2 separate regions of the Danio rerio genome follow, and region 2 is linked to region 1. A link is a contact called in public Hi-C data. All regions are on one chromosome and are shown on one strand. Each heading gives the region's core, a stretch centred on a gene start, on an enhancer-like site or on the middle of the called end of the contact. The rest is flanking DNA. Distances are from core to core; before and after follow the strand shown. Region 1 holds the start of prdx2 (peroxiredoxin 2). Region 2 holds the start of rad23aa (RAD23 homolog A, nucleotide excision repair protein a).

What was found. Hi-C and Micro-C count contacts between places; a contact is called where the count stands out from the background.
Region 2: a contact with region 1 is called in a Hi-C map of hematopoietic stem cells, with 3 times the contacts expected there. The contact joins the promoter of rad23aa here to the promoter of prdx2 in region 1. A contact is called at or near these places in 2 of 18 Hi-C or Micro-C datasets (caudal fin and hematopoietic stem cells) and 2 of 4 datasets of contacts at active chromatin or transcription factors (caudal fin and embryo).

What each region holds. Positions count from the first base shown.
Region 1 is chr1:55,042,597-55,050,017 of GRCz12tu, reverse strand. prdx2 (peroxiredoxin 2) reads right to left here and starts at 5,095. Exons shown (of 6, transcript NM_001002468.2): 1 at 5,004-5,095; 2 at 3,759-3,882; 3 at 3,417-3,570; 4 at 327-449. The coding sequence starts at 3,861. rnaseh2a (ribonuclease H2, subunit A) reads left to right here and starts at 6,280. Exons shown (of 9, transcript NM_200226.2): 1 at 6,280-6,495.
Region 2 is chr1:55,450,704-55,457,258 of GRCz12tu, reverse strand. rad23aa (RAD23 homolog A, nucleotide excision repair protein a) reads left to right here and starts at 4,806. Exons shown (of 9, transcript NM_001003739.1): 1 at 4,806-5,046. The coding sequence starts at 4,981. It overlaps rnf11a (ring finger protein 11a), which reads right to left and starts at 3,018. Exons shown (of 3, transcript NM_201021.1): 1 at 2,593-3,018. The coding sequence starts at 2,691.

The sequences.
Region 1 (7,421 bases), core at 3,846-6,345:
CACACAATTCATATGTTTCCCTTGTGGTTTGTGTATCCACCTCCCCCAGCAGTGCACGTGGACACTAGAGCACACTTGACCATGAAAAGAACACTATACACACATTGCAGAATCACTATAGTAGTCAACCCTATACATAACACCTTAACTTTCTGAGTTCAAATGCATTATAATAACATGCACCTTTTGTAAAGCTGCTTAATAAGTGCTATAAAAAGAAGCTTGAATTGAATGGAATCATAAAATCCTGCTGCAATGATGCACTGAAAGAGAAAGAGCCTGTAATTTAACTGAAGCAGAGCAAATGTCATCATAAAATCACAAACCTGTAGGCGATGCCCTCGTCCTCCTTCAGGACTCCGTAATCACGGGAGATAGACTGTGTCAGGTCGGCCACCAGCGGGATGTTCATGGAGCCAAGGCCACCCTGCTTCCGTGGTGTGTTGATCCTGTCAGGAGCAAAAGCAGAAGTTTGGTTTTTTATTTATTGCCACTTGAGCAACTTCTGGCTATTTCATGGCAAGATCAATACATTTATTCATTCATTTTCTTTTCGGCATAATCCCTTTATTAATCCGGGGTCGCCACAGCAGAATGAACCGCCAAGATCAAAGTACATAAAAGCATTACATCAGAACAACTTCATATTTAAAAACATGTCACGTCATCGCAGGAAAAGAGGAGATCCAATGAGAACTGACATGAAAAGGTTTTGCATTTACTCGATTACAAATTAGAGAATAACTTCATAAATAAATTATAATTAATGATAATATAATAATAAATTTTGTATGCACTTATCTTTATTAAAATGGGAATCTCAATGCTTTCTCAATAAAAGTGATCTAAATTCAAGTAGTAGCTCCTAGAACAAGTTTAGCTTTTATTATTAACCAACAAAACCACATATCTAATATTGTATTATATGCTATTTCTAATTCCTTTTATTTATATTATATATTAGGGACACGACGGTTCTCGTATCGTACCGCATCATCTCGTTGTTCGTCCATGGTCCAGTGCATCCTGTAATCCGCGGTTCAGAATATGAATTACGAGTGTCAACACAAATTATTGGAAGCTTTATTAATGATAATAAAAGCTATTAATACAACTAATAAAGCCACTTAAATATATTATTATTATATTTAAGATTTTTTTTAATTAGTTTTAGTGAAAATGCTAAAAAAAAAAAAAAGAAAAAAAAAAAGAAAAGGTCAGCATGATTTATAGTAAGAGTTTCTAGAACAAATAAAGTGCTACACCCTTCCTTTATCTGTGTCTCTCTAACTCACTATAGTAGCCCTTATCAGTGACAGGCTGGTCAGAAGAACACTAGATAACAGAGCGAAGCCATAGAAAACCTGAGAAAAAGCACGTCGTTCACAAGTATGAGAAAAAATATATCGATGAAGACATCTAATGTATAGTGCAGGACCAGCAGTACACCTCAACTGAACAATAAGAATGTGTAGTTCAATACATTCAAAGTTAAAAATCATATTCATCACTTGTTATTGGAAAAATACCGAAAGCCCTCCTTTTAAAACAATGCTTGCAAGAATAGTCTCATTGTTTGGTATTGGAAAACAATAGTATGTCCTTTGTAGGATTTCTGAAGCAAACTGATTATAATGGTCTGTGCATATAACTTGTGTCTGGCATCACCTGCTATTAATATACAATTTTTAAAAACATTTATATTGTATGTACATATACTTTTATATACTTGTAATTTTGTATGATTTGCTTTCTGTAGTACATAATAAAAAATAATAAGAGACAAGTTAATAAATTAATAAGTTTTTAAAGAAAACACATTTATCTAATCAACTTACTAATTTCAGCATTTTAACAATCATTTATGAATGTGCTGTGCTTATTAAAAGTTCTTTGCATAAAGACGTCCAACATTTTCGTATGCATTTTGTTTTCATATCCCCATTTGAAAGATTTGTCATGCACAGAAACCTTGCCTTTTAGCTGTCGCTTGTACGGTGGCTTTGAAATCTCAAAAACCCTCTCAAAACACTTTTTACAGATGCAAAAAATGAACAGAAGAAATAAATATAGCCGTAAGTTAGGCCTGTGACGATGAGGAATTTTTGTCGTGTGCTATATTGTCAGAGAAATTGCTGCGATAAGCAATATAAGTCATTTTGAGATCATTTTATTCCACTGATTATATATAATAATGCAAATAGCCATAAACACTTTAAAATACTCATCATTCTTACGGTTATTTAGACTCTATAATTTAATGTTAAAAAGGCAACTGTCCTATTATATATACTATTAAACGTCCTATTATTTTTAATATTCAAAATGTTTAATTATAAACTTTGACACCTGTGAGGTAGAATGTAAACGTCATTGTAAAATGGCTTTAACGTTATTTATGAATTTGTTAATATTTATTGCAACAGCAAAAAATATGAGTTTATATCCAAGTATTGCAGGATAAGTCGATATATTGATTGCTGTGAAAGGCCTACCATATGTGGCAATTGGTAGGGTTCAAGCATTTATGACATTTATGCTATTCATGTCCATGACAACCCCCAAATTAAGACTGACACAAAAACAGAATGTAATGACTGGAAAATATTGTGTATAAATTGGTCTAAATTTGATTTCAAATGCATTAAGTGTTTATACCATGTCAGAATGTAACCTTAACTGGAATTTCAGTGACTTTAAACTGAATGAAATGAAAAATAAATTAAAAAAACTAAGATCTACAAATGCAATGACCAAATAATAAGTGGTTGTAGGCTGCCATCTAGTGGCTAAAATAGTACGAGAGAGTTGAAGGTCTGTGTTTTAGTGGCTAAAATGGTATGAATATGAGGTTGAATTCATTTTTTTGCATGTGAAAATGTCAGATTCAGTGTGCAAAGCACCTTAAAGTCCACATGAACCAGAAGCTGAGACTGTTTTTTTATATAGTGATGCAGTTCCTAGACAAACTAAATAATAAATGAGAAAACAGTGGGCGTAGCTTGTTTTTTCTACCAAGAGCTGATTGGATGTAGTAAAGTAAGCATTTTATTCAGAAGGATCAGGGTTTGGGGAGAGTTATTACAACCTAACAGATGTCTCCTGCACACCATTTCTGTTTGTTGTCAAAACTGACAGCTGAAGGGGCGTGGTTAAGTATGTTAGCCACGCCCAATACCTCAGGCAGATGTAATCTGAGAATTTAACTGAAAACAATCAGGAAGTGCTTTTTCAGATTTAAATGAAAGATTACAAAGGCAAACTGTTTTTTTTTTTTGCTTAATGACATGCACTGATGAATTGTTCACCAAATTCAGCTAACAATGTGAGCCAACACAATCAATATGGTTAGTCTTTTTAAGTGTACTTTAAAGAGTTTTTCCAGATGTGTTCAATACAGAAATAGGGAATCTCACCATGCTAGATGGCTGAAATGAGAGTCTGTGGAGGCAGCGATGAGCTCCACACCGATTTTACGAAACTCTGCTGCCCGCTCGCTGAACGCAATGATCTCGGTGGGACACACAAAGGTGAAATCAAGAGGATAGAAAAACAACACAACATACTTCCCTGAAGAAAAAAAAAAAAGAGAAAAATGGGTTCAAACTGACACCAAACTTAAAAACAGTTCATTTAGAGACATCCAGAAAGAGTTGGCTCATATCATCATGATGTAAAGGAAGGTAAATGTGGTTCACACTGACATTTAAATGACATTTAGAAAAGAAACTGTGCTAATCTACAAAACACACACACACCTCTGTAGTCTGAGAGCTGAATGTCTTTAAACTGTCCATCTACCACTGCTGTGGCCTTGAACTGAGGAGCAGGCTGACCGATCTTAGCGTTTCCAGCAGACATCTTGAAGATTGCTTGTTGGTACTGTGGTAGAGATAATAAAAATATAATAATTCAACTTATACATAATAGTTATACATATAGGATTGACTTATAGTTATCGCTGACCTCTTCATAATTATTGTAAACCTTGCGTTAAACATTGTTCTTTGTACTTTTATTTTTCTGTTATCCATTTTAATTTTAAGCCTGTGTACAGTCAGTTCTGTTCTTATTTCTCATTGAACATAATTAAGCTCATCTAACTAAAAACATTAAAAAATAAGTAACTTCTCACGCCGTAAACACAAAGTATCCCTGAATAATGCATGCAATAGCCTTGCAGCAGACCACACACTGCAGGTCACATGACGCAGTCAGTTGTTCTGAACAATGGGCTACTAAGAAACTAATTCAAGAAGGGCTTCAGAGCGGTCTTTCACCCAAATCACCGACTAAAGACAGTACTAATGTGCATTTATCCATTTCTAAGCTTAAAATAAAGACTTTAACAGCGTTTTATGTGGTGAACTCATCCCAGAGGTCGCCTAAACGCTTACTTGTGGCCCTGCACTCTCTGATAACGCCTGACATTTCAGTATCTCTGCTAAAATCATATCAGACCCCAGCAAATGCACCAATGTGTCAACGACCCTCAGACTTTGCCCTGGAAATTATCAGTAAAAGACAAAAGGAAAAGGCCGAGACAAGTGTGCTAATGTAGGGCTTTACTATAAAAGTCTCGTTCAGCAATTATAATATCAAGTTTCTGGAAATGTGAGAGGAGAAGCAATGCATATGAAGAATGCATGATGCTTTTAGATATCAAAATGAGTAATATACACAATATCTGCGTTTAGCCTCGCGAGCTAAAGCAAGTTCAAGTGGGATGATGTTACATAAAAGTAGCATAATGCGAATCATATAACGTATACTACTTAAAGTGAACGCATGCATGATATATAATAATAATAATATATGCATTAATATATTTCACTCCGTTATCAAGTGTAACTTAAATCCAACATATAAAAATGACGCCGGCGTTTCACACGCGCTCTTTTGTTCTGTAGTACTCAACAAAACTACTCATTAAGCATTTGTACATTTATATAAACGTTCAAAATGTGCAGATTAAAGTTAATATATCCGTATTTAAAACCTACCTGTTCTGTGTGGACGAGAAAGTTCTCTTTGCCTTGATGCACGCGCACAGGAAGTGGCAACCGCGCGACCTGCTCTAAAACCAGCGAGCAGCGGCTCTACGTAAGAAGAGGGGGGAGCGACGTGGTTCACGGCACCGCCCACTTTTTGGCTTAATTATTTTTTTCAAAAATAATTTTTTCTGCTCCTTACTTTGTAAAATATTAAACTAATAAAATACAAAGACATTTATTTTAGTATGTATATAATTTGTAAACAAAAAGGCTTTGAAGCTTTGAAAACCTTAAACCTAATATAAAAAAAATAATAATTATTATATTTTTAAATAAATTAAATGATCAAAATTCATTATTATTATTAGTATTGTAATTTATTTGTAATTGTGCTTTGCACTTTTATTTTCCTATATTTATTGTAAGCCTATGAAGGACGAAACCTGCAAAAACAATAAAAAATAAATAATAAATAGGGCGTCACAGTCAATTAAATTAATTAATTAATTAATCCACGAATTCATGCATGAATTAAACAATAAATAAATATGCATATATATATATATATATATATATATATATATATATATATATATATATATATATATATATATATATATATATATATATATATATATATTTGCGTATTTATTTGTTTATTGTTTTATTTATGCAGGGATTTGTGTATTTTTTTAGTCATTTAATTATTTATTTGCGTATTTATTTATTTATTGTTTCGTTTATACAGGTATTTGTGTATTTATTTATTCATATATTTATTTATTTGTGTATTTATTTATTGTTTCATTTATGCAGGATTTTGTGTATTTGCTTATTCATTTTTTTATTAATTTGCATATTTATTTATTTATAAGTTGTTTATTTATGCAGGAATTTGTGTATTCGTTCATTTATTTGCATGTTTCTTCATTCATTGTTTTTGTAGGTTTCGTCCTCCATAATTTCAAAGCAGGATTAAAATATATTTAAAAATTCACCACATTTTGCTTATAAATATATATTTGGTATGTTGTTTTTTGTTCTTGTCCATGGTGAAGTATAGTTCATTTATTATTTTTTTTTTAGTCAAGCTTCACCTCCACAACATAAACTAATAGCACAAAAATCAACCGAATTCTGCTTTTCAACACATACATACATACATACATACATACATACATACATACATACATACATACATACATACATACATACATACATACATACATATACGAAGTCGACAAAATAAAAAATATTTGAACTCCATTTCCCACAAGCCCTTGCGACGTTGAGTTGAGGAGGCATACAGTTAAACGCGTTCACTTCATGATTTTGAACATTACACGATTTTTGTGTGTGTGTTACAGAATGTCTTGCATTTATCAATGAATTAACAAATACGTTCGTTTCTTTTTAATATTGTCGGTCAAAGGTCACGCTGTACCGTCAGACTCGCGCCAATTCTGTAGTTCCGGTTGAAGCGCGCTGCACACACATTCAGGTTCGTCCAACTTGTTTATGCTTCTGTTTACAATCACTTTTACGATTAAGCTAATTGTTCTAGAATGTATTTGTGTACACTTCAAGTTAGCATTTAAGAGTAAAACCGCATGTACTCACTACTCATTGTTCGCACAATATTTGTATTATTTATGTATATAACGTTGTTCCAGAGATGGGTTGCAGCTGGACGGGCATCAGCTACGTTAAACATATACAAGATACGTTGGCGGTTCATTCCGCTGTGGTAACCCCAGATTAATAAAACGATCCAAGCCGAAAAGAAAATAAATGAATGAATGAATGAATGAATGTATATAACGTTATCTCTCAGTAATCAGATCATATATTGTTAACAGTCATCTATGATGTACTGTACTGTTTTATATTGTGTTTTAAATGAACGATATAAGTTCTAGATAAGTTTAAATGCTTAGAGAGTTTCTCTGTCAAACACTAGGTTACTTCATTCATTATAACTTTAGGATTTATACAAGTTCAAGAAAATAAATAATGGAAATACGACACGTAAGTTTAATGGTTAGCTTTAAGTTTATTTTAGCACTTTATTGAACCTCCTTCAAAATATTGTTCATATTTTATAATTTTAGAATATTGCTTTAATTTTCTTTCCTTTAAATATTATTTAAATAGCACTCTAAAAGGTGCCTTTCAAGATAAGCTTCATTGATTTTCTTCAACTTGGTCCCTTTATTCATCAAGGGTCACCACAGCGGAATAAACCGCCAACTTATCCAGCAGAATTATTAGCACCTTCCTTTTTAAGAAATGTCCCAAATTATGTTTAACAGAGCAAGGAAATTTTCACAGTATGTCTGATATTATTTTTTTCTTCTGGAGAAAGTCTTATTTGTTTTATTTCGGCTAGAATAAAAGCAGTTTTTAAAAAAAAAATTAAGTTCAAAA
Region 2 (6,555 bases), core at 3,557-6,056, 410 kb before region 1:
AACTTCTTAAAATGTTCAAATTAGAAGCTTAAATTGGCATTAATATGCTAAAATTGACCAGTAGCAAATCCAAAACAACAGTGTGGCAAATTTTTCACAGTCAGAGATCACAATCGGCGCAACAAACTAAAGATAATATCTGTGAAACTATTCTCGAACAGCAAACTTTCCTGTTCTGGCAGATCACGTGGATAGTCTTTGCAACTTGCTATAACATATACCAAAACATATGCTAACTTGCTATAACATAGACTATTTTGAGGGATGTAAACAATTAATGTAAACTTTACATTTTTCATATCCATTGCTTCCAAAAATCCACATATTGTGAAATATTGTTATGATAGCTGATATAACTATGTGCTTGGAATAGACGTCAACAGAACCCACAAGCAAAAAGCATCCGGTGTGAACGGGCATTAACTGCAATTCACTTTACTGTGGCATTTCAAAATCTCTAATTTCTCGCCTTCAGTTGGTCCAAAATGCTGCTGCAAGATTTCTTTGTAATAATAGGAAACATGTCCACATTACTACTCTTCTAAGGGGCCTTCATTGGCTGTCCGTGCAATTCAAAATTGATTTTAAAGTGCTTTTACTGGTATTGAAATCCCTTCACAATCTAGCCTCAATCTCTCAGAGCTGCGGCATCTTTACACTCCCGTAAGATCTCTTAGATCAAGTGATCAAAATCTTCTTTTAGTTCCTCAGTCCAGAGACGTAGAGGGGACAGAGCTTTTTCTGTGGCGGTTCCTCGGTTATGGAACGAATGACTCCATCACTATCGATATTTAAAACACTCCTAAAAAAAACCTATTTAGTGTTATTTCTAAAATCTTTACTATTATCAACACAATACAGTCCCTACTCAACACATGTACTTAGGGCGTTTAGGGAGGAGGAACTGAATTCAACCACTTTGAATTTACCTGAATCTGAATTTAACGATTTTTTAATAATGATATTAAAAAATATCAGGATCTTTTTCTTGCACGAATACATTCATCATCAATAACTGCTAGGCATATACTCTCATTCAATTCAAAGTCATGCATGGAGTACACTGGTCTAGAAGTAAACTGAATAAAAATTTCTCTGATCTTGTCCCAACATGCCTTTGCTTTACAACCAACCCAGCCACACGGTTACTTTCCAGTCTTGATTAAAACTGTCTGCCTTTTTGAGGGAAAGTCTTTAGGTGTTTTTCTGCTGTATTTTCAATGTCAATAGACCCAAACCCCATAACAGCACTGTTTGGGATCCTGCCAGAATATGTTGAATTAAATTAATTACAGGCTGATTGTGTAGCCTTTGCAACTTTACTGGCTAGACGACTTATTCTTATGAATTAGAAGTCAGCAGCTCCCCCTTCTTATCGGCAATGGGTTTTGATTTCTGACATGCTCTTCAAGTGGAAACGATTCGGTTCGCAATAAAACAAAAGCCAGAACAGTTTCAAAAACATTTCAGGAGACACCTATATCTTAAGTGCCCTTTTTTCCCTTTATTTTCTTTGTATAACATATAAATTAATGTATTAATTTATTTATTATTCTTATTTTTATGTTATTGTATGTTTGTATATCTTTAAGTATATATGGGGTATACTTTTATTTATATTCTTATTTAGTGTATAATATTTTTCTGATAATTTTTAGTTTGGTGAATTGTATCAGTGCGTATATCTATGTGTGTCAATATTGTGTATATTTTATTATCTGACCTAAGATGAAACTAATAAAAAAATAATAATAAATAAATAAAAAAATAAAAAAGTACCAATTTAGCTTGGCTTTTTAATACTATTTTAATAGTCTTTTCCACTGGTTCATTTTTAAAAGTATTCAGTCATTTCTCTTGGTTTATTTTTATGTTTTTATATTCTGTATTTTTTATTTTACTTTGACCTATGTGCAGCACTTCGGTCAGACTTGTGACTGTTTTTAAATGTGATTTATACAGAGTTTCTGCAGGTTTCACGAAGTCAAATTTAAGACTTTTGAAGACCATTATAAATGTAACTTCAGATTTATACAGGGCTAAACACTAAGGAATTTTCTTCCGGTTGGTCATGTGGAAAAAAAGGTTTACTTGCTTCATCCACCAAAAATCTAAGAAGTTATTTTTTTTGCCACATATTTAAAATGATGTATCAAAACAAGCAAACCCTAGTTGTATACATGCACATGTTAACATTCCCACAATAACAAAACAAAAAAAAAACATATTAGTATAATACAGAGTTTGGTTGAAGGTTTTTTTAAGATGAATAATTATTGGTGGTTGAAGACACGGACAGATGAAAATAAAGAATTGTTTAAAAGGATTAAAGACCTTCAAGACAATATTTCAGTGAATTAAAAACTTTTTAAGGCCTAAACTTTAGTTTTTAAAACTTAATACATTTTAAAACCCCGCAGAAACCCTGTTTATAAATACATTAACTTGAACTTGACTAGAAGTCCACCACCACATTGAAGTGGTCAAAACATTCTGAGCCTGTCAGTATTGTATCGCAGACAGCTGGATGTTTGTTTGTGTGTGTGGGACAGTACAGTTATATTGTATTTTTTGTTTGTTGTTTTAAGTTACCTGGTATGGTGGCGGAGGCTCTCCGGGCAGACTCGCCCCCTCGGACTCGTTGAGCAGGGACAGATCATCAGCGCCTTGAGAAGACAGACAGTTCCCCATTGAGCTGACCCTGCACGACAACACAAACCCTCCAAAATCACGTCTATGTGGCTTTTACGAACTCGCCAGGCTCCTCTTGTGTTCAGGGAGCTCGCTTTCCGCAGCCCGCTGTGTCTGCTGTCTGTCTAACGTTAGTCTGAAAAAACAAACAACCGCCTCAACAGCCAGCGCTCCGATTTTCACTCACCAAATATACGTTTTAAAAAGCCGTAGTGTTTGTAAACGCGTACATCCCGCTTGGTTTAATCCTCACGACTGTAAACGACACGCACGTCATGTAAAACGCATCTACAGTGGACTGTACAGAGCAATATTTTTAGGTAAGACCTCTTGACGACTCCATATCTGCTTTCATTGTTTACAAACTCTTGGACCGGAAGTGAGTCGATCTGCGGATTGTGGGTAATGTAGTCATTCGTAGGGTGACTTTTTATGTCTAGCACGAGCGATAAATATGAAAATCATCATAATTCATATGTTTGTAATGAAGCTTTAAAGAAGGATGTGGACATTGAAAGTTGTTAGATACATTCTAGATTATTACTAAAACCATATATATATATATATATATATATATATATATATATATATATATATATATATATATATATATATATATATATATATATATATATATATGAATATGTTTAAATATAGAGATGATAACAAAACATCTATCCAGTAAGTTGGTTAAATACAATAAATAAATAAAATTTTATTCATGTATGTTAGCTTTACAGTAAAGTTTCATTAGTTTATGTGGTTAATGTATTATATTGGCTACGCAGTGGCGCAGTAGGTAGAGCTGTCGCCTCAAAGGAAGAAGGTCACTGGTTCGAGTCTTGGTTGAGTCTGTTGGTGTTTCTGTGTGGAGTTTGCATGTTCTCCCCGCATTCAAGTGGGTTTCCTCCGGGTGCTCCGGTTTCCCCCACAGTCCAAAGACATGCGTTACAGGTGAATTGGCTAGGCTAAATAGTCCATAGTGTGTGAGTGTGATTGAGTGTGTGTGTGAAGTTTCTGAGAGATGGGTCGCAGCTGGAAGGGCATCCGCTGCGTAGAAAAAACATGTGCTGAATAAGATGGTGGTTCATTCCGCTGTGGCGACCCCGGAGTAATAAAAGGGACTAAGCCAAAAAGAAAATAAATGAATGAATGTATTAAATTACTTAATGAAAAATACTTCAGCATTTATTAATAATTATGTACAAACACATGCTTGTTACCTTTGGTAATGCACTGTGAGTTAACTTGAAGTAACAATGAGCAACTTCATTTCATTAGCAAAGATAAATAAATACTGTAATAAATGTATTGTTCATTATTTATTCATGTTCGTAGCCACATTTGCTAACATTAACTAATGCAACCTTATCGAAGTGTTACAAATTATGCTTAATTAAAATGTTTTGTGTCTAAGGCAAGTGTTCAAACCATTGATTTATATAGAATGACAATGATGTTATTTAGCCCTATTATACACTGACCGGCCACTTTATTAGGTACACCTGTCCAGATGCTCATTAACGCAAATTTTATGACAATTCGCACAGGCTCACCAAAATTTGATAAAAGAAGACTGGAAAAACATTGCCTGGTCTGATGAGTCTCGATTTCTGCTGTGACATTCAGATGGTCGGGTCAGAATTTGGCATCAACAGCGTGAAAGTATGAATCCATCCTGCTTTGTATCAACAGATCAGACTGCTGGTGGTGGTGTAATGGTGTGGGGGATATTTTCTTGCCACACTTTGGGCCCATTAGTCCCAATTGAGCATCGTGTCAACTCCACAGACTGGTTTCTTGAACATGTAAATGAGTTCACTGTACTCAAATAGCCTCCACAGTCACCAGCATTCAATCCAATAGAGCACTTTTGGGATGTGGTGGAACCGGAGATTCACATCATGGATGTGCAGCTCTGAGAAATATTTCCAGTACCTTGTTAAATCTATGCCAGGTAGGGATTAAGGCGGTCCTGAAGGCAAAAGGGGGTCCAACCCGGTACTAGGAAGGTGTACTTAATAAAGTGGCCGGTGAGTGTAGCTCAGCGCTTCAAACCGTAATTCCCCTCATTTCCGAGTGATGTCAGTACGTCAAAACTCCGCCTCTCCGCACCACCACCGAAGAAATGACGCAGACAGGCGTGTTTTTAGCCTGTTAGCCAGAGAGCTACATCTTTTAACGTCCATTAACTGTCCTTGGCTTTCAAACTCAAACATTTCCTCGGGACATAAACCTGTACGAAGGTCCAGAATCGAGAAGTAAGGAGAAGACGAAGACACAGCAGTCATGCAGATCACACTGAAGACATTGCAGCAGCAGACCATTCAAATAGACATCGACGATGAGCAGACGGTATTAACGGTTTATTTACGCTTGTTATAATGCGTTAACGACATGGATAAGTGTTCGAAGCACATACATATCAACGATAGCTGTACATTTCGAGCTAAGAAAGATGACAAGGAGCGTTAATTCATTTATGAGTCACTGGGGATCATTTGGGCGTGTTAAGCATTAACGATAGATAGATAGATAGATAACGTTAGATAGATAGATAGATAGATAGATAGATAGATAGATAGATAGATAGATAGATAGATAGATAGGTATTATATTGGTATATATTAGATATTAATAAGTAACAGTTAGATAGATAGAAAATGAAGGTCTGTATAGTGTAGTATGACGATTAATGCAACTCGCGATAGTTTGTCGTTAGGTTTGTGTATAGTATCGATTATATGTAACATACTGTGCGTGTATAATTGTTATCTAAGTAAATATTCCAAGCCACATAAATCTTAATAACTATACAATAACTTAATAAAAAGTATAAAGTTATGTATAGTCAAATAAGTGATGTTTAATTTTTAGAGGACTGGAAGATGCATGTCTTCATTATTCTTAAGCAGGTTTCTATTTACTGGTAAAAACGAGATATAATTTAGACTTAAATAATCTAAATTTGAGAGATGAATTGGTCAAAACTTATTGCCAGATTCATGTATGGAAAATATTGTAACATTCAAACAGTGGTACAAGAAATGGAGCCTATCCCTCCATTTCCAACCTGAAAGCTACTAAATAAATAGATGATAACATGTATAATTGTTACGGAAGTCAATATTCCAAGCCACATAAATCTTAATATTGTGATAGCACAATAAAAAGTATATAGTTATGTCTGATCAAATAAGTGATGTAGTTTTTTAAAGAAGACTGGAAGCTACATGCCTTCATAGTTATAAAAGTTTAATTTTACTAGTAAAATAGTCCAAAAACAAGAAATAAAGTCAAAATTACAGCGATGGAGTCGTCAAAATGTACTGCCAGATTCATATATGGAAAATATTGTACATTCTTTAAACAGTTGTACAAGAAATGGAGCCTATCCCTCCATTTCCAACCCAAAAATTACTAAATAAATGGATTATAACATGTAATTGTTACCGAAGTAAATATATCAAGCCAGATAAATCCTAACAACAATTACAATAACATAATAAAAAAAAGTATTAAGTTACATTAAATCAATTAAGTAATATTCAATTTTGAAAGAGGACTGAAAGATACATCACGTCATAGTTATTAAACAGGTTTCTATTTACTGGTTAAAAAGAGATGTAAATTAGACATAAAATCCGAATCTGAGAGATGGAGTCGTCCTAACGTACCGCCAGATTCATATATGGAAACATGCACACACATGTATAATTGTTATCAAAGTCAATATTCCCAGCCACATAAATCTAAATAACTATCACAATAACATAATTAAAAAGTATATAGTTATGTATAGTCAAATAAGTGATGATTATTTTTTTAAAGAGGCCTGGAAGCTACATGCCTTCACAGTTATGA